Linked DNA regions of Mus musculus: region 2 is linked to region 1. A link is a contact called in public HiChIP or PLAC-seq data. All regions are on one chromosome and are shown on one strand. The core of a region is the stretch at or near the end of the contact, and the rest is flanking DNA. Distances in the headings are between cores, read along the strand shown. Region 1 overlaps Parp8 (poly (ADP-ribose) polymerase family, member 8). Region 2 holds the start of Emb (embigin).

Region 1 (2,634 bases), core at 101-2,600:
AAGTTATATAGGCTCTTTCAGCTATACTTTGGAAAACAGTACCCAAGCAGCAGCAATATCTAAAGGGATCTCCACAACTAGATGTCCCGCACCAGTTAATTCTGTTCCGTGTTGTCCTCCTTTCCTTGGCTCTGAGATCAACAGTGTATTTTCTGCTTCTTACGAAGAGAAGCCTACATGCCAGTGTCCCACTGAGATGCACGTCCAGACTGTTGTCAGAGTCAGAGTATTGTCAGAACTTGCCTCTCCCTTCCTAGAACCACACAGCTTCCTGTCTTGGTTGTTTATGGATTTGAGGCATTGCATAGTCACTTGCTTAAGAATAAATTGTATTCATTAATTGAATGCTCATCAATTAACTTCATGATCAAAATATGTCAGTGTAATTGTACCTTTCGATTTAGTCTTGTGAGAATAAAACATTGTTTCCAAAGCTTAGTGAACAGTAAAAGCATACTTGATTTTAGTAAGATACCCTCCCCGCCTACCTACTGATAACTGATCTAGAGACTGAGAGCTGCAGCTCGCCCCGTCGGGTTGATGTCTTAACCTGATATCAAAGACTGCATTCCAGAAGGAAGCAAGAGTAGTGTTGAGGAGTCTGTGGCTATCTAATACCAGCTCAACACACACAGGTCTGGAAGACTGACTCAGAGAGACAGACATTTGTGGTCCTGCATTTTTTTTCCTTGTAATCTATCTACTTACACTTTTTTTGAAGTTCTTCTGTAAAAGTTCGGAATTGTATCACTTGAAACTCTAAATTGAGGCCCTTGGTATTACGAAGATCATATGCCCCAGTACAGGGGAATGCCAAGGCCAGGAATCAGGAGTGGGTGGCTTGGGGAGCAGGGTAGGCGGGGAGGGTATAGGGGGATTTGGGGATAGCATTTGAAATGTAAATGAAGAAAATATCTAATAAAATGCCTTAAACATTAAAGTACAAAATGATTAGAAGAAAAATTAACTCGTTACTATATTCTACATGTCAGATTCAGTAGGCATTAGGCATAGCATGAAAATATAGTTAGTATTCAATGCAAATTAGGATACTAAAAATTAGACATATTTAAAAAAATATGTCTGTAAAATTCAGATGGTTTCAGTTTGGCAAACAAAAATATTTCCTGCTAGCTTAACACAATGAAAAGAAAGTCATGGTTCATGAGTTAAACATTTAGAATGAAAGTTGATGAGGGATCTTTCTCTGTCTGTGAACTTTTCTACAGTCTCTGTCCCCCCCCCCCCCCACACACACAACAGCCCCCGTGTGCACTCATGCATGTAGCCAATGTATCCATGGATTAGCTTGCTTGTGGGTGTCCTAAGGCTCTAGCAGATACAGAACTTCCTCATTCCCATGCAGGACGAATGAGTGAGTTATTTCTTGCATAATCATTTTCTAAAAGTCCAAGCTGTGCTCTGGACTAGCCACCCTGAAGCACGGAACAAAAGCCTTTGGGAACCCTGTTAGCAAAGAGGTGTAATATGCTTTTGTTTTATGTTTTGAATTTAAAGCGTGTGTGTGTGTGTGTGTGTGTGTGTGTGTACAGAGGACACTTTGTATGTTGGTCTCTCCTGTCTTTACATAGGTTCAAGAGATAGAACGTAAGTTGTCAGGCTTGAACAGAAAGCAGTTTTATCTGCCATCTTACTTTGTTGTTCTTGTTTGGGGTGGTGGTTTGTCCATTTGTTTGAGAAAGAGAATTATATAGCCCTGACTGGCTTCAAGCCACCATGCAATACAGCATGACTTTGAACTTGTGACCCTTCTTTCCATACCTCCCGAGTGTGCTACCACATCTAGGTATAGCACGTGCTGAGGATCAAACCCGGGTGCTTTTTCTTCGGCGGCATTGTCAGCTCTTGGGATCTGTTGCTGATTGGCTTGTTCAGTGAGCTTTCCTCTCCTACCTCATGAGGGGAATTTTTTTTCATACAATCTTTAAAGAGAAGCTGGGGAGGGAAAGCAGTGGAGAGATTTTGAGGAGACCTGGTGTTATCTGTGCCTATGGAATTTTGTTTCTTTTCGGTCTTTAATGTGAGGCAGGGCAGGGAGTGGAGAAGTCATTTTCACTGATGGAGTCTCATCACACAAGCAGCCTTCCTCTGCATATCATCCTCCGTGTAACCTGCAGACAGCACTCAGCAGGAGATGGTATCTCCTAACCAAATAAGCAGCAGGCAGTCTAACTCACTTATATAGAGCACAGTTCAAGCTCAATACAAGCTTAATACAGGCCATCCTTTGTCTTTATGTGTGGTGTGGTCTTCAAGTTTTGAATGATTGTTATTATTTGTAAAGTCATTTTGAATGTGTTTATTTATCATTGAAAGACAAAAGGATTTGTAGGTTATAAATAAACACTAATCGCACAAATATAGTATTCTCCATGGTAAGTGAGTGACATTCTTCTACTTAAATATACTGTAGACTTTTGCATGGAACTAAATCATTGTAAAAATACTAAAGACAGAAACTCGGCTGTTTAAAGACAAAACGACAATGTGCATCACTATTAATTACCAAGAAGAATGTAGGGGCTTCTGCATTCATAGACCTATGGGAGAAGCAGGTGGGCGTGAGTCTTGCAAATGGGTGTGTAATTTCCAACGGTGGCTGCTCTGGCTGAG
Region 2 (2,634 bases), core at 58-2,557, 270 kb before region 1:
TTGACCATTTTCTTTTATACTATGTTTAACCAATCTACATGCTATAACCTCATGGAAATAATTTATAATAGCGCAAAACCTTGTGTGGAATAATGTCTGGATTTAGTTCCCAGTAAAGCCAGTCTTTCAACTGCTTAAGAAAGTTAGTGGTGACTTAAATGGGAGCTAACCTGCCACAGACACAGGAACTTGCACTGAAAAGCATTGGATCGCTTGCAACACATAAAGTATAAAAAGGTGAGTTAAGGTGGCAAAATAGATCTTGACCCGGTAATGTTTTTCACGGAAATCCTTCTGTCCGCATGCCGTAAACACGCAACCCAACACCCTTGAAAAATGTTTTGTTTTTATAAAGATTGTTATGAAAAGACAACACACACGTCTAATTTTCTTATCTGGGCTTGTTTGAGTTGGCTGGCTATCGCGATTTTTACCCTCTGCTCTAAAAATCATACTCAATTTCAACACCTGCCAGGAGGAAAGGTGATACGAGAGCCTCGCTGTGGCTCTAATGAAGGGAGCCGGCCTCGCGGAATGTGGACTCATAATCATGCCACACTAGCAGAAGCCCCCAGTCTCCCCCGCACAAACCCACGCACTCTATTTGCCCACTTCCTAGGAAAAATCCGACCCTGTCTCACTACCAGCTCCCAGGATCAAACTGAGCTTTACTGGGACGGGATCATCCCTATACCCGGCGGATGCGGAGCCACCCGGGCTCCCACGTTTCCTCCTTGGGTAACCCGCGCCCAGCCAATGAAAGGCCACCCCCCTCTCCGCTCCGTAGCCGCCTGCGCCTGCATCCCCGCGGCCCCTGCGCGAGCGGCAAGGGATGTCGTCGGGCTGGAGGGTCGCCGCCACTGAGCCTCTTCCGGTGAACCCAGAGCCCTCCCCGCGCCAGCCCCCCGAACCCCCCAGGTACCTGTGGGATCGCCCTCAGCCGGATCAGGGCGCGTCGCCGCCAGAAGACATAGAAGGAGGAGCGGGTAACCAGGCGCCACAAGCGCCCTCAGGCCAGTGTGCGAGCGCATGGCGCGGGCGGGTCTGTCCAGGAGGTCGCTAAGGCACCCTCAGCTCGCTGCGATCCGTCTCCGTTGGTCCCTGTGTACACTTGCTGGTAACTGGGCGCCCACTGCCAGTCCTGGGGACAGGACACTCGAGAATAAACCGAGTGGGAGGGGCCCGGCCGCCCTGGCCTCCACCCCCGAGACGCTCCCAGCGCAATTGCGCCGGCCTTCCATCAATTATGCAGCCCGCAGCCCGCTACCGGCGCGCCCGGATGTGCTGTGCAACCTCGGCGCCGAATCCTCTCCCGCCCCCACCCTCTGGCTAACACAGGTTGGGGAGGGACCTAGCTCCTGGAGCCAGCCAGGTGTGTGTACCCCATCACCTCCCGGAGGGGTTGCAACTCCCCACAGAGTGTTCTTTCCATCCGTTGGATGGGTTCACACATTTACTTTGATGTGACAGGTGAAAAGGACCGGATAGTTCTGCTCCTATACATCTTTGGATGTGCAAAGGTTTCTTCTTACCAGACCGAGGGCGCTATTCAGTGCCCCCAAGCCCGGTACTTAAATTAATGTTTCTCAGAGCTTTCTATTAGTCGTGCATACCCTCCCCCTCTGAAGGTTTGGCCAGTTCCCTCCGGATTAAGATTTCAGAGTCCCTAGGCCCCACAGTGTGTTTCCCTTTGTTTGCTTGCGGCAACAGCTCTCCTGGCGCCAAAGAGCTCACCAAACAAAAACTAAGTTAAGGGGATTCTGTGTAAATGGCAGAAGGCCATTCATCTTTGTCAAACATTGTGGAATACAATGTTATCTCTTACCCACGCGGGGCCGGAGGTTGAAGTTTCTTACTCTCCTATCAAATAAATTGAGATAGTTCAAAACAATTGTTTTCCTATTCAGCGGGAAAGGCGTCTAGGTTAAAACTAGTGAGCCTTAAATCCGGGGCACTCAGCAAGCCCTACTTAGTAGCCCTTTGTCCCTTAGGAACCTCCACTCAGGTAAAACTGAAGGAAGGAATTAAAGAATGATGTGGTATGAAGCAGAGCTGGAGTTAATTAAAAAGAGGGTTTTCTCAGAGTAGATTTAAATATGAGGGCTAATAACAATAAGACACATCCAAGACCAGGTGCATGGGTTTCAGAGCTGTGTTTTAACAGTAACCATAAAGACCATTTTGGTGGCTCCCAAGTTACAACTCAAAGGGGCTGCTAAGAGCCCCTCCCCCCATCCCTCCTTTTTGTAGGGTGGCTACAGGGGCGCCTTTCGTGGAGTTACAGTCTGATAAGATCAAAACATGGACTGCAAGCGTTCTACCGGATAGTTAAGACATTTCCTTTTGTTGTAAATGGGGTTGCAGGTGAGATTCCTGGAAAACTGTGGGCTTATACATGGAGAAGAAGAAAAGTCATGTCATTTACGCTGAGGGCATTAAACGCGACCCGTAGCAATTTTTACCTTTTTGTTTGAGGTCTCTATGAAGATAATAGTGTCTCTGTGTAACACAGCAAATACTAGTTGTGATGGAATGCTTGCCTGAGGTGGGGGCAGGTCTATTATTATTATTATTATTATTATTATTATTATTATTATTATTATATATGAGTACATTGTAGCTGTCTTCAGACCA

The links. HiChIP or PLAC-seq counts read pairs in DNA pulled down with a chosen protein or histone mark.
Region 2: a contact with region 1 is called in an H3K4me3 HiChIP or PLAC-seq map of bone marrow-derived macrophages, with 4 times the contacts expected there. The contact joins the promoter of Emb here to the enhancer-like site in region 1. A contact is called at or near these places in 2 of 39 promoter capture datasets (the C10 cell line and pre-B cells), 3 of 115 datasets of contacts at active chromatin or transcription factors (bone marrow-derived macrophages and microglia) and 2 of 9 other capture datasets (adipose tissue and liver).

What each region holds. Positions count from the first base shown.
Region 1 is chr13:116,948,462-116,951,095 of GRCm38.p6, reverse strand. The region is part of intron 3 of Parp8 (poly (ADP-ribose) polymerase family, member 8); the gene reads left to right. Among named protein-coding and RNA genes, the nearest start is that of Parp8, 76 kb to the left of the region's middle. Within about 2 kb of position 1,350, at least 44 of the 459 cell types and tissues checked have an H3K27ac peak or open chromatin away from gene starts, as enhancers often do. A contact at or near this core is called in bone marrow-derived macrophages, where this site is marked.
Region 2 is chr13:117,219,246-117,221,879 of GRCm38.p6, reverse strand. Emb (embigin) reads right to left here and starts at 1,307. Exons shown (of 9, transcript NM_010330.4): 1 at 923-1,307. The coding sequence starts at 1,031.